2 separate regions of the Oryctolagus cuniculus genome follow, and region 2 is linked to region 1. Evidence: chromatin contacts called from public Micro-C data. All regions are on one chromosome and are shown on one strand. Each heading gives the region's core, a stretch centred on a gene start, on an enhancer-like site or on the middle of the called end of the contact. The rest is flanking DNA. Distances are from core to core; before and after follow the strand shown.

Region 1 (7,604 bases), core at 2,218-4,717:
AAAAAAAAAAAAAAAAAAAAAAAAAAAAGCAAAGCTGGGACTTGAACCCAGGTACTCTGATTGATAACGCATGTGGGCGTTTCAAGCAGCATTTAAATTGCCGCACCAAATGCCTGCCCCACGATGCCCATTTTAAAGAAAATGAAAATAAAGCAAAAAGAGGTGAAGTAGTTTGCCTGAAAGGCTGAGACCAGCATTTCACATTCCCAAGGAAATGCAAATGGTCAAAAGGCATCTGCAAAGATAGCTCAGCTCCCTTAGATGTCATTGTGTGGGCAGGCAAACTTTGAGTGAGATAGAGACAGGGACTGACACTTGCGTGCCCTACTGGTGAGAACAGGAATTGCTCCAGACTTTTAGGAAGCCTGGAAAAACCTATTCGGATGTTTCACACAGATACACCTCTTGACTCAATTCTTAGAAACCAAAGCTCCAAATTATTTATAAGACTGTATAGATTCTGTAAAAAAAAAAAAAAAAAAAAGAAAAGAAAAAAGAAATTATCAACTCCCAACTTGACTCTCACTGGGATTAAACATGACAATAGGTCTGATCTGATTTCATCATCAGTTAAAAAAATCATCTATTATTTTTCACTTTATGTTTCTGTGTGGGAGCAAACTGTTGAAATCCTTACTTAATGTATACTAAGCTGATCTTCTGTATATTAAGATAATTGAAAATGAATCTTGATGTGAATGGAAGGGGAGAGGGAGTGGGAAAGGGGAGGGTAGTGGGTGGGAGGGACGGTATGTGGGGGAAGCCATTGTAATCCATAAATCGTACTTTGGAATTTATATTCATTAAATAAAAGTTAAAAAAATGAAAACAAACAAAAAAAGACTGTATAGAAATGTGCACTGCATCATTGTTTGAGGGGCAAAAACCAAGAAACCATCTGAATGTTCATCAAGGGGAACAGCTAGATAAATTACAGCCCACTCATAGTAGGCAATGTTTTGCAGCAATTACAGAAAGTAAGCTAGACTTATATGTGTTGATCTGGGCAGATGTCCACAAGATATTTTATGAAATGAAAAAAAAATTAGCAATAACTTCTAAAGTGGTCAAAGAAAAAAACACATTTTACCAAATTTGTATATTTTCATTTATTATTTTGGCAGGCAGAGAGGTAGAGACAGATAGACAGAGACACATTTCATCTGCTAATTCACTCCCCAAATGCCTACAACAGCCAGGGCTGGATCCAGCCGAAGTCCGGAGGCTGGAATTCAATCTGGGTCTCTCAAGGGTGGCAGGAACTCAAGTACTTGGGCCATCACCTGCTGCCTTCCAGTGTGCACATTAGCAGGACACTGGAATCAGAACTGGAACTAGGACTTGAACTCAGGCACTCTGATATAGGATGCAGGGCATCACAGGTTGCATGTTAACCACAGCGCCCAATGCCTACCCGGCTACGTTTGTGTAATTTTAGGAAACTTCCTATATAGGTGTGTTTCTTTGAATATGTTAACGCAGGTATAGAGCAATATGTTCAAGCAAGTGTGATTTGGTCCCCCAGGGGGACAAGATGACTAATGACATTTTTAGTTGTCAAACACTAATGGCATAGCTGCTAAATCCTAAAACACACACTGGGCAGCCTCACCCCTCCCCTCTACACGTGTCAGTCACGCTGAGGTTGAGAAACCGGCACAGAGAAGAGAAGATAAACACCAAATTCTTAACCTTTTCCTTACTGTGTCTGTGTGGACTTAGTATAATAAGCATTTATTTTTGCAACTAAAAATTAGCCTGTAAAGGCAAAAAAAAAAGTTCATTTAGGCAAAGCCAATGATGGAGCAGGAGTGGCCAACTGCTCCCCCAGGAAACCTCAGGGGCACGGGTGTGAGTGAGGGTGGCAGGCGCTGGAGGCAGCAGGGGTGGGAGAGGATCTGATTTTAGAGCTCACCCGCACAATCTGAATAGTCCCGGGGAGAAGTGGAGCCCTGGACGAGGGCTCACTATGTGTGGAACAAGCCCCAATTCAATTCCTAACTTCTAGCTTGGAGCAAACCATCTGTGTCAGGCAGCAGGGACTCCTAACACATCAGAGCTGACTGTCCCACCGGCCTGCTCAGGAGCAGGTTAGTAGGTGCTCCCCACGAAAGCCTTTTGTGGCTAAGACAGGAAAAGTCCAGCTTAAGAAACTGCGAAGCAGAGTTCTTTGCTGCAGAGCCTTTAACATGTTGATTTGCACGTCCAAGAGGGTGGTCCTCACAAGCAGGACTGTCCTATCTTGGCCAATTCCTTTTTTCTGACCGCACATCTTGAGCCTTGGATTCCATAGAGTACTTCGGAAAACAGTATCCTCATCTGATTATCGTTTCACTGATTAGGACAAGGTGGCCAAAAAGAGAAAACAAAACAAAACAAAATCGGACTGAGCTGCCTGGTAGGGCCAGCTGTTTTCCAGACCAATGATTTTTTTTCTCACCAAACACCAAACCACAGGTACAAATCAACGATAGATCCTTGGGGACCATTCCTTGGTTTTAAATAACTTCCCTTCTGTGTAATCTAGAGGAGTTGCAGTGGATGTAGGAAGAAGGGGGCAACACTCAAAGCAAAACCCACCTTTGAAGAGGATCAAGTCAAGTCTGGTCTCAGGATAGAGACCATTTTTCTCCCCTTGGTGGAAAGGGCACCCAGGAAGACCACATGAGCTCCCCTGAAGGAGGAGGTCCTTTTGAGTATCATAACCCGTATGGGACCTCCACTCTCCAACCTGCCTCAAATTGCCCTATAAACCGATCCTGTATCCTCCGTCCAAGTACTAAAAATGCTATATATGCCAGGCCTCTGCAAGATACGTAACTCCACGATGATGCGGTATCATTTCCACTCTGAAGGGATTTTCCATCTGGTAGGGAACCGCAGACTTGCTAACACTTGATGCGAACCAAGCGGCGAGGAGTCGACAAGGAGGAAAGCGTTTCCCAAGGCTCTCCATGCCCACCCTAAGCCTGAAGGTAAACGGGGAGTTATTGGAGGATGTTGTCGGTTTTAAACAGAACTCTGGCCACACAGTGCGTTCTGCGACTCCACTTCCCATTATCACTTCCCCTTCCTGCTCCTCTCCTCCCCTCATCTTTTCCTTAGTTAATAACCCGCGGAAGGGTCACTCCCTCACCTCATATCATCAAAGGGCCTTGGTCCTGGGAGCGGCCACCTCTGGCTCTAGCCTCCTGCTCATCACCAGGGGGCTCATTACCCTACATAGTACACCTGTATAAGTAATTGGTACTAACGCAAGTCTCCTGACAGACGCTGACTTAAAGACTTCCGTCCGCAGCCTCCTCAGTGACCCAACCATCAGGTAAGACGCACAGCAACTCCCATTCGGCTGGGTCACTGAATTGTCCAAACCCCAGGGTTACCAAAAACCAAACCTAAAGACCCGCCATTGACGGGGCCCGAACCCGCGTCTTTGCAGTGCTGGGCATGCGCAATCTCCCCCACGAAACCGTCACGTGGACTCGGGAGCTGGTAGGAAGCGGAAGACTAACCAGGAGGAGAAAGAAGCCCGCCCCCGGAAGTCCCGCCCATCTCTAGAGCTTGTTCCCGGAAGTGGCGCTGTTTGTCGCGGGCGTGATGGCTTCAAGGTTACTTCGCGGAGCTGGAGCGCTGGCTGCTCAGGCCCTGAGGGCCCGCGGACCCAATGGAGCGGCTGCCGTGCGCTCCATGGCTTCTGGAGGTACGCGGCGCAAGGGACCGGTGTCGTTGCTCTCCCGGGGTGGTTGGGGCTGGGGCAGGAAAGCGGGTCGGGCTCTGCAGCCCCTCTGGGCCCCAGTGGCCACCTCTCGGCCCCGAGTGCATCAAGCTCTGCGGGCGTCGCCCTGTCATTTCGGGCTTCCGCTACTGCCGCCCACCGAGCTGACCCCGCAGAGTAAGACTCCTCAGCAGAGGTGCCGGATGACCTTGGAGGGCAGGGATTGCAAACGGGATGGAGCGGGACCGGGCTGCCCTTCAAACCCGCGCCCACTCTGAGCCGAGTGGACTCTGGTTGACCAGCTTTTAGAAAAATGTCGAAAAATCGGTTTTGGTGGTTGGAGGTGTGGAGAGAGCAAAGCTTCCGCTGGTGCTGGTCTTTTGGGGCTCGTCCCTAGAGGATCCTGGGTATCTGCAGCCTTTAGGAGCCCGTGAGCCCAGTAAAACATAGACAGGAGCTCGTGTGTGGCGTTTTCCGTCTTGATCATTTGCAGCGTGCCTTTTCCTGTCTGGGTCGCTAAAGGACATAATGCACGTGTCTTCCTTTAGGTGGTGTCCCGACCGATGAGGAACAGGCCACCGGGCTGGAGAGGGAGGTCATGATGGCCGCGCGGAAGGGACTGGTGAGGAGGGGCTCCCTTCTGTGTCTTCTGTGGTGCTCATGGGTCTGGGATGGAATCGGGGGAGTCGCCAGTCCTCTCCGTGCATTTGATCCAGGCAGCCTGGCTTGTGGGAGCAGGCCTCAGCTCCGGGAGGGTAGAAGTCTTATGGCATAGTGGAGTAATTCTTTTTTTTTTTTTTTTCCAGGACCCATACAATATGCTACCCCCAAAGGCAGCTTCAGGCACCAAGGAGGACCCTAATTTAGTCCCTTCCATCACCAACAAGCGAATAGTGGGCTGCATCTGTAAGTCCCTGACACGTTTTCTTAACTATTTAAGTAGTATATTCTGTTTGGGACGGCTATAAGCTGCTTCACATCTCGTGTGTGTGTGTGCAACTCTATGAATGTAAAGAGGATGTGTGTATAACTAAGTTGTTCCCAGAGTCCTGGCTCTCACGCAGTAGGTCATCCTTACTGGAAAGAGGTGTGGAACAAGCAGCAAGACTGGCTGGCTGGAAGTGCATGATGAAGATGGAATTTTCATTCACAAATCTTGGGCAATGTTTTAGGCCCCAGGGATGCACACCAGAGTGGACCCCGTTTGGAAGTCTGTGTAGGCAAGGGTATTGCTAGAACTTACAGTGACCTTGCTGTAAGGTCGGTATATGTGCAGGTAGATGCAGGGCCTCAGTTCTTCATCTGGAGAGTAGGGAGGAGAGTTTGAACTGATGTCCTCAGATGTCAGCCACAGTTTTATTTCTGTCTCCGAGGTGTCTGGGTAAAAAAGGTCAATGTTGAAAGTCTCTCTTCTTAGACCGGATGACTTTCAAACTCCTTTTGTCCTTTCAGGTGAAGAGGACAACAGTGCTGTCATCTGGTTCTGGCTGCACAAAGGCGAGACCCAGCGATGCCCTAACTGTGGAACCCATTATAAGCTGGTGCCTCACCAGTTGGCCCACTGAGCCCCTGCGCTAACTTAATCAGAATGTGCTGTGAGGTTTCTTCTTCCCAATAAAGATTAGCCATTGTATTGGCTCCTCCTCCCGTAGGTGACTGGCTTTACTTCTTTGTTTTCTTTTCCTTTTTTTTTTTTTGTAAGATTTATTATTTTTCTTTGAAAGGCAGAGTTAAAGAGAGGCAGAGAGAGGTCTTCAATCCGCTGGTTCACTCCCCAGATGTCTGCAGCGGCCAGAGCTGTGCTGATCCGAAGCCAGGAGCTTCTTCCAGGTCTCCCATGTGGGAAACCCCAAGGACTTGGGCCATCTTCCACTGCTTTCCCAGGCCACAGCAGAGAGCTGGATCGGAAGTGGAGCAGCCAGGAGTTGAACCGGTGCCCATATGGGATGCTGGCACTGCAGGCAGCGGCTTTACCTGCTATGCCACAGTGCTGGCCCCCATATATTTTTGGGTGGGTGATTCTTACATTGGGAATAGCTCTCTGTTAATACCAGCTTGCTACTCACAGTCTACAACCAGTGTGCACTGCTTAGATTAAGTAGATTAACAACCCGGAATGCAGTGCTTGGGAGCACCTAGTGCAGGGGAAAAGACAGGCTGTGGAATCAGGCTCCACCGTTGACTGTCACTCTGGACACGCCTTTGAGGATTGGTTACATCTACAGAAAAACAGATGTCTTGTGAGGTGTTGAGAAATTACATAAGAGCCTAGCGGATAGTAGGTCCTCAGGGTATCCGAGAGAGGATGGCATTGTGACAGCAGGTGCCTTTGAATTCGCAAGGATCCCAGGTTGAAAGCAAGAGTTCCTGGGGATACCAGCAGCAGAGTTCAGAATGTGGAAAAAAATCTAGAAACTAATGACCAGGGTTATCCAGATAGGTTACAGAGTGGATATTTTTTTTAAAAAAAAAGGTAGAGAACCTATAGAGTGAAACAGATTAGAGAAATAGCAATCAGCTAATGTGGATCTTATTGAATCTTGGTTTTGATAAGAACTATTAAAGGCGGGCCAGTGTCGCGGTACAGTGGATAAAGCTGCTGCCTGTGATGCCCACATCCCATGTAGGCGCTGTTTTGTGTCCCTGCTACTCTGCTCTGATCCAGCTCTCTGCTAATGGCCTGGGAAAACCAGCAGCAGATGTTTGGGTCCCTGCTACCTACATTGGGGTTCCTGGATGAAACTCCTGGCTCAGCCCTGACCATTGCAGCCACTGGGGAGTGAACCAGTGAGTGGAAGATTCTCCGTCTCTCCCTCTCTCTGTAACTATGACTTTCTAATAAATGGATAAATCTTTAAAGAAAAATAAAGGGAATCAAGATTGGAATTATCAACTCTAGATATCTAGGCATTTAAAAAAAAATCTTAGTTGTGCTTTTGGAGTTAGTTTTCTTATGTTTCAGAGGTACTTACAGAAATACAAGTTGAGGAGAGGGAGAAACACAAGATCAGTCCAACCATCATATATTTTGAGATAGCTTGGCCAAGTTCTCCAATTTTTTTCCTATGAAATGGAAATACCTTTACACTTGTGTTTAGCCAGAGGTGGCCTCACTTGTTATCTAACATTGGTTCAACGCAGATTCTTCAGTTTGAACCCAAGAGAACCCAAGAGAAAGGCCCTTTCTCCCTGTCTTGTCTTACCTGGTCTTGAAGAGGTAGGAGAGCTACTGCTTCCATCCCTTGCCTTCAGTCAGTCATTGCCTGTCCAGAAAATGCCCAGGCATTGGTCTGCCCATCCAGGTCCCTTCCTCAAACCCCAGAGAGTCTTTTATTAAATGTGACTTCTGCATTCCTGTCTTAAATGCTGGTCAGAACGAAGTTCCAGTAACTTCTGTGAAGACTGGTCTGGTACTGCTGCCTAGACCCCCGCCTGGCTTCCTGCAGGTCCTTCCCTTTTCCCAGGTCCCCTTGCACTCCACGCTGCTTGGGGTATCTTTTTTACTCCTCACATCATTAGTACAGATTGTCTTTTCCCTCCTTTACCACCAAGTCCTTGCTTCTTCACCTCCCCCCCTTTTATTTAATTTTAACCAGCTCACACTGTAGAAAAAAATCTCCACTACCATTCTAGACTGTGGTAGGCAGAAGATCCCCCAAAGATGTCCACATCCATTTCTCTAGAGTCTGATGGAACTAAGGTTGTTCATCAGCCAACCCCAAATAGGGGGAGTACCCTGGGTTGTCCACGTGGGCCCAGTAAGCACAAGGAAGGCAGAGTCAGTAGCAGTGTTGCTGGCTTTGAAGAGGGAGGAACAGGCCACAAAGCAGGAACACACATAGCCTGTCAAAAGGTGGAAAATGGGGCCGGCGCCGTGGCTCACTTGGTT
Region 2 (7,604 bases), core at 3,382-5,881, 150 kb before region 1:
TAACAGGTTTGTTGTGTGTGTGTGTGTGTGTGTTTTGACAGGCAGAGTGGACAGTGAGAGAGACAGAGAGAAAGGTCTTCCTTTACTGATGGTGCACCCTCCAATGGCCGCTGCGGCCAGCACACTGCGCTGATCCGAAACCAGGAGCCAGGTGCTTCTCCTGGTCTCCCATGCGGGTGCAGGGCCCAAGCACTTGGGCCATCCTCCACTGCACTCCCGGGCCACAGCAGAGAGCTGGACTGGAAGAGGAGCAACCAGGACAGAATCGGCACCCTGACCAGGACTAGAACCTGGTGTGCCGGTGCCACAGGCGGAGGATTAGCCTAGTGAGCCAAGGCGCCGGCTGCCTAACAGTTCTGACACCTGTAAGACGCCCACCTCCCACCTCCCAGTACCTGGGTTGCGTCCTGGCTCCAGCTCCCCATTCCAGCTTCCGGCTGATATAGACCCTGGGAGGAAGCGGTGATGGCTTCAGTAGCAGAATCCCTGCCACCTGCATGGGAGACCAGGATTGAGTTCCCACCCCTGGACTTTGGCCCGGCCAGGTCCCAGCCACCGTGGGCATCTGGGGACTGAACCAGCAGATTCACTCTCTCCAATAACAAATTCTAAAATTAAAAAGCCAAGCCAGGGGCAGGCATTTGGGAGCGCGGTTAAGATGCCACCCTCCTATATGGAAACGCCTGGGGTCAGCTCCTGTCTCCGCCTCTGATCCCAGCTTCCTGTTTAAGTCAGAGGGTCACTGTAACTTCCTATTGGGTTGCCAGCTCCTGGCTTTGGTTTGCCCCCACCCTGGGTGTTGTGGATATTTAGAAAGTGAACTAGTGGATGGGACATCTGTCTGACTCTCTTTCTCTCTGCCTTTCAAATAAATGAAATGAATCCATTTTTAAAAACTAAAAATAATTTGAAATAAAACAACTGATAGATTGAACAGTATGACAGACCCAGTTGAAGAGAGACTTAGTGATCTGGAATTCACCTGGAATACAGCACAAAAGGATAAAGAGAAAAATACTACAGAGAGGTAGAGAAATGTGGAAGACCCAATGTACCAACACAGGTCTAATAAAAGTTCCAGAGGATGAGAGAGAGGGAGGGAGTGGGAGAGAAACAGGGAGGGAAAGAAAACTGGATACAATGGGAGACAAAAATCACATGAACTCCCCAGGAGGGTTAACAAAAACAGGCCTCGCATGATGGACTGACTGACTGACCATCAGCAATAAAGAGAACACTTAAAAGTCACCAAAAAGTAAGCAAGCTCATGACCCATGAAAGGCCATCCGTCCGACTGCCTGCAGCAGCAGGTGCGGGGAGACCCAGGAGTGACGCTTCCTTCCCGAGGACTGAGGGGGAACAACTGTCAGCCAGGGCTTCTACACTTAGCTGAACTCTCACACAAAGAAAACAAGTGTCCCCACTGAAAAAACCATTCCGCAAGAAAGAAAATGAACTCGGAGATATGACATGAAGAAAAAAATCCAACCTACAAAATACATAAGGAAATTTTAAATGATTTTTTAAGGGGCCGCTGCCTGCAGTGCCGGCATCCCATATGAGCGCCGGTTCAAGTCCCGGCTGCTCCACTTCTGATCCAGCTCTCTGCTGTGGCCTGGGAAAGCAGCAGCAGATGACCCAAGTCCTTGGGCCCCTGCACCCACATGGGAAACCCGGAGGAAGCTCCTGGCTCCTGGCTTCAGATTGGCTCAGCTCTGTCTGTTGTGGCCCTTTGGGGAGTGAACCATCAGATGGAAGACCTCCCTGTCTCTCTCTGACTCTCTGTAACTCTTTCAAATAATTAAATAAAATATTTTTAAAAATTTAAATAAACAAAATAATATCAAGTTATGAAAACTGCTTTGATGAAAGCAATGAAAGATGACAGATTTATCAGGGTGACCTGGAGAAGAAGGCCCTAGCATGGATGGGGATAGGTTCTTTTCTTTCTTTCTTATTTATTTTATTTTATTATTTTTTTTTGACAGGCAGAGTGGACAGTGAGAGAGAGAGACAGAGAGAAAGGTCTTCCTTTACCGATGGTGCACCCTCCAATGGCCGCTGCGGCTGGCACACCGCGCTGATCCGAAACCAGGAGCCAGGTGCTTCTCCTGGTCTCCCATGGGGTGCAGGGCCCAAGCACTTGGGCCATCCTCCACTGCACTCCCTGGCCACAGCAGAGAGCTGGCCTGGAAGAGGGGCAACCGGGACAGAATCCGGCACCCCGACTGGGACTAGAACCCGGTGTGCAGGCGCCGCAAGGCGGAGGATTAGCCTAGTGAGCTGCGGCACCGGCCCAAGGTTCTTTTCTTTAAGATTTTATTTATTTATTTGAAAGGCGGAATTACAGAGGCGGGGTTGGGGGGGGTCTTCCATCCACTGGTTCACTCCCCAGATGGCCGCAATGGCCAGACCCTGGCCAATCCAAAGCCAGGAGCCAGGAGCTTCTTCTGGGTCTCCCACATGGGTGCAGGGGCCCAAGCACTTGGGCCATCTTCTACTGCTTTCCTAGGACACAGCAGAGAGTTGGATCAGAAGTGGAGGAGCCGGGACTCGAACCTACACCCATATGGGATGCTGGCGCTCTACCCTCTATGCCACAGCACCAGCCCCAGGGCTAATTTTTCTCAACAGCAGCACAATCCACATTTTGGGGCAGATAACTCTTGCTTGTGGGGTTGCCGTCCTAGGCATTGCAGTGTGTATGCAGCACCTCCTGGTTTTGACAACCAAAAACAAATTTTTAAAGTGTTCATATAGCTTTTTTTTTTTTTAAGATTTATTTATTTATTTGAAAGGCAGGGTTACAGAGAGGCAGAGGCATAGAGAAAGAGAGAGAGGTCTTCCAACCACTGGTTCACTCCCCAGGTGGCCGCAACAGCCGGAGCTGGGCCAATCCAAAGACAGAAGCCAGGAGTTTCTTCTGGGTCTCCCACGCGGGTGCAGGGGCCCAAGGACTTGGACCATCTTCCACTGCTTTCCCAGGTGCATTAGCAGGGAGCTGGATTGGAAGTGGAGCAGCTGGGACTTGAACTTGTGCCCACATGGAATGCTGGCACTGCAGGCGGTGGCTTTATCTACGCCCACAGCTCTGAGCCCCCAAAGTGTCTTTAGACAGTCAAAGTTTCTTACAGGGCAGGACCATCCGCAGCTGAGGATCTGAAGGCAAAGCATCAGGCAGATACCAGCCTAATGGTTGTGGAAGTTCATTTTTTTTTTTTTTCTATTTTATTTGAAAAGCAGAGAGACAGAGATCTTCCATCTTCCAGGGCTGGAGCAAGCTGGAGCCAGACCAGAACTCGATCTGAGTCTCCCACTTGGGTGGCAGGGACCCAGGTTCCTCTGCCATCACCTGCTGCCTCCCAGGGTGTGTGTTAGCAGGAACCTGGATCAGAACCCGAGCTGGGACTCAAAGCTGGCACTCCAAAGCGGGCGGTGGGGCACCCCAACCAGTGCACCCACGCCGGCCCCTGCAGGAAGTGCGCTCCTTGGGGGACAGGACAGCAAGAAGGAGGGCGTAACTCAAGAAGTCTCGCTTAACTGAGACACCAAAGCAAGTGTGGCCGATGCCCGGTGACTGAGAAGGGAAAGGTTGGGAAATAAAAGGAGGGTAGAGAAGCACAGTGGGCAGCGCTTAGGACCACAGAGCTCTGGCAGGCGGGGCTGAGGCTTTTGGGTTTATTCTAAAAGCAACGGGAACTGGTCTGGTCTGGTATTTTGCAAGGGTCTCTCTGGCTGCTGTGTGGGAGATGGAAGAGGGGAAGCAGGGGGACTACTGCAGTCGGCCAGGAGGTGGCAGTAGGACACACGCAGGGAAGCGGGCAGGTGCCAGCGACGGTGGAATGCGGCTGTCTATAAAGCAGGAGCGCTCTTACTACGGAAGCTGCCTCTGCAAGGCGTCATGACACAGCACGGTAAAAAGGCACAGCGGCTCCAACTCGCAGAAGGGGGGCTCGGGCGGCCAGCCCTCCCCCCGTTCCTCCCCGGCAGCCCCACAGGCCCAGAGGTACCGCCTAGCTGGCACGAAGGCTGCCGGTGGGCAGCTCTGTGCCTTCCCTAAAGCATGCACAGGGCCCACCCCAGCAGGCGCCCCCGGGCCGCAGCGCCGCGGCAGCCCCAGGCCCGAAGCTCCCTGCCTCCAGGTGCAGATTCTGCTCCCGCGCCCCCCTCTCTGACGCCCGAGCAAGCTCGGGTCTCCAGGCCCAGCCTCCCCACTCGGAAAAACTACAGAAACCAATGGCTGTCTGCCCGCCTGCTCGCCAAGACGAGTGTTCCATGGCCGAGCTCGTACCGGCCTCGTGAGCCCCCTCCTCGCCCTCCCCGCACACGGCCCGCAGCCCTCGGGGTGCCGTTCGCAGCCTCCCCCTTCAGCTCGCAACCCTGAGGGTCCCAAAGGGCCGGGCTCCGGGCCTGCGGGGCCACGCGACCGCCCGCCTCACCCCTCTCGAAGTCCATCTCCTCCAGCGTCTGCTGCACGCCGGGCACCGCGCTGGGACGAGAGCAGCAGGGTCCGTCCACGCACGGCCGTGGAGCCGCCATTGCAGCTTCTGCGCCTGCAACCCAGGGGCCGGACACCCGCTCGGCCCCCGCTGGCCAGAGTGACGGACGCAGTGCCCCTCCCGCCATCCCCGTATCTGGCCACTCACCGTGCGTCCTTGGCCTTAGAGTCCCGCCCCCTCCCCGGAGCCGGCCAATCCAGAGTCTTAGGCCTTAGCTCGAGAACGAATCGTGGTGGCGGGGCGGGACTTGCTGCGCCCCGGCGTCACCCGACAGCGCCACGCGAGGGCGTCCGAGACTAAGCGGAGGGCTGAGGGCGGCGGCGTGGTGTTCTGGGCCCTGGGAGTGGGGTCCCGCGGGGCGGACTGGCGGGGCTTTGCCAGGATGCGGAGGCGAGGCGGCTGGGCCCGGCCAGAGTTTTTATGTAACCTTCAGAGGCCTAGCGGGTTTTTTCCCTCACCGCCCTTGTCCACCTGGGCTTCCTCCACGATCCTTCACCCCCTCTTCCCACACCATTGTGGCCGCGCAGTGACCTTTGAAAAAGCACTTTATTTTAAAGGCAGGGAGCTAGGCAAAGGCAGATCTTCCATTGTCTGGTTCGCTCCCCGAACGTCCCCAACGGCCAGGGGTCCGGAAGTCAAGTCTGGGTCTCTCCCGTGGGCAGCAGGGCTCCAGTTATTTGAACCGTCAAGTAATTACTCGCCTCTCAGGGTGCAGATTAGCAGGAAGCTAGAAGCGAAGCGAAGGAGCTCTTCAAACTCAGCCACACCTATGGGATGCCGGCGTCCCAAGTGGCGTCTTAACCCCTGTGCCAAATGCCTAGTCCCCGTGACCTCTTCAAAGGCTCCCTGCAGATGCACCGTGTTACTCCAGCAAGGGGCAGCTGGCCACAACTTGGCCTGCTAGTAGGAGTAGCCCCACAGAAGCCCCAGAGGCAAGGCCAGGGCCTAGGTTTGTGCCCCACCCCTCTCCCCATCACCTCTCCCACCACAGGCACCTGGTTTACCAGATCAGTCTTCATGTATCAACCTCACAGACTGACACCTGTGGACCCGGCACTGGCACTGAGTCGCCAGATGAGCACACACAGGGCAGCCCGTGCCAGCAAGCCTGGGTCAGAGGCTGTGACAGCCACGGGGGACCTCGTTTCCATGTCCTGGACATGGGCTGGACTCTGGCGTGTCTAAAGCCATCGGGAAGGAGTCCAGGCTGGGTCCTGTTGTTTCTCACATCTTGGCCCCAGGCCTCTCCCTCGCTAGGACACCCTGGGTGGCAGCAGCAGCTCCTTCCCGGAGGACCAAAGGCCGGACGGGATCTCTCTTCCCCTAAACTGCTCGGGCGCCCAATCCCTCACGCCAGTGAGCATAACCATGTTCACCGCCTACCCGAGCTTAAAACTGCTTCTAGGAAGTCCCCTCCTTCGGCCCCCTCACTGCCCGGGGTTCTGGGAAGGCAGGCCCCTCCTCCTCCTCCTCCTCTCCCAGTGCCTGGACTTCTCCCTTTGGCCCGAAGCCAAGGCTGGCTCCCAAGGGGCTGCAGCCGTGGTCTGGTTCCCAGCCCTGCTGCCACCACTGTGGGAAAACCCTGGAGGAGTCTGGGCCATGCTCCCTGCAGAGAGGGGCACAGGCTGGCTGGAACCGCAGAAGGGGCACCGCCCAGGGAGCGTGCGTGGGCCCAGGGCAGCCTGGCTCAACCCACACAGAGCCTTGCCTCTTGGTACCTGCAAGACTTTGAGCTCACATGCCTTATCCCCCATTACCGTGAGAGCTTTATTTTCTCCATTTTATTCGTCAATATAAAAATACTCAAATATTTACAACAAATAAATACGTGGGACACAATAAGTTACAGTTAGGGGCCCTCCCCCTAGGGCTGAGAGGATATGCCCACCTTGCCCCTGCACAACCTTCCCCAGCCCTGGATGGGGGGAGGATGAATATAAAATACCACTGAACCCAGGCCAAGAGGGAGGCCCCGCCCACCCCTGCCCCCAAACACACAGGAGGCTCCATCTCCCTCCCCCCACCCTGAAAACATTCACAGCCCTGGGGGCGGGACCAGGCCCACCCCCCTCCCCCCAACGGAGCCCTGCACTCCCCCAAAGGGGTACCGCACCCTGCCCACCCCACCCCCATATGTACAGCACTGCCCCACGCTTGGGACAGGTGGGGGTAAGAGAGGCAATGCGATACGACCCCTTCCCCTTCATAGCTCCAGTGACTCACCAGGGAGACCCCAGGCCAAGGGAAGACTGAACAGAAAGGCTATGCCACATGTGCACGCGTGCACACACACACACATACACACGCACAAACACAAATACGCGCACACACACACACACAACTTGAAACTTCTGCCTTGGAAGGTTTTGGCGGCTGGGGTCCCACATGTCCGTGATCCACAGAGAGGAGGAAGACGCCTCCCATGAGGCCGGTGTCCTGGTGAGCCACACCAAGTGGCAGTGCCCATGCTGAGCGGGTGCCCGTGCCATGTCCCTGAGGTAGCTGGTGCCTGTGCAAAGTAGGAGCTGCGCCTCCCACGTGCCCCCCGCCACTGCGGTGGCGGGGCTGCCCTCATACTGATGACTCCTCGGGGTTGGAGTCGGGCAGGGGCTGGCGCTGCTGCAGTTTGCGTCTCAGTTCGTCGGCGAGTTCCGGCAGGGGGTGCCCAAGGCCTCCCCGGTCCTCCCCTCCCAGTTGTAAGCGCACGTAGCCGTTGGCGTTTGAGTTCCGCCCACCCCCCAGGTGAAGTCGCGTCGGAGAAGGCAGGGGCTGGCCGGGCATGCCAGGAGGAGGAGAGGGGGGCCCACCTCCAGGCTGGCACCGGGCGTGTCCAGGCACTATCTTGAGGGAGCCATCGGAGTAGTAGTAGCCAACCGGATCCCAAAGTTTCTCGTCGGTTTCAGGGCCAGGCCGGAAGGGGGCGCCAGTGGGCTCCTTGGGCAGCTCCAGAGGGTACACCAGGGTCCTCTCGGCGGCCTTGGCACCTTTCTCCAGCTCTTCCCGCAGCCGCCGGCGCAGTGACAAAACGAGGAGCAGGAGCACCAGACACACAGCTCCCAGGGCCACCACGGCCAGCCACACCAGCCCCAGGTTCTCCAAGGGGGC

What was found. Hi-C and Micro-C count contacts between places; a contact is called where the count stands out from the background.
Region 2: a contact with region 1 is called in a Micro-C map of ear pinna, with 9 times the contacts expected there. The contact joins the promoter of ANKRD39 here to the promoter of COX5B in region 1. A contact is called at or near these places in 3 of 6 Hi-C or Micro-C datasets (ear pinna, psoas muscle and an unstated tissue).

Annotation. Positions count from the first base shown.
Region 1 is chr2:110,721,670-110,729,273 of mOryCun1.1, reverse strand. It overlaps COX5B (cytochrome c oxidase subunit 5B), which reads left to right and starts at 3,467. Exons shown (of 4, transcript XM_002710006.5): 1 at 3,467-3,700; 2 at 4,264-4,337; 3 at 4,522-4,621; 4 at 5,168-5,366. The coding sequence starts at 3,598. The coding sequence ends at 5,280.
Region 2 is chr2:110,868,660-110,876,263 of mOryCun1.1, reverse strand. It overlaps ANKRD39 (ankyrin repeat domain 39), which reads right to left and starts at 4,631. Exons shown (of 4, transcript XM_002710017.5): 1 at 4,440-4,631. The coding sequence starts at 4,626. SEMA4C (semaphorin 4C) reads right to left here. Exons shown (of 15, transcript XM_070068765.1): 15 at 6,266-7,604. The coding sequence ends at 7,071.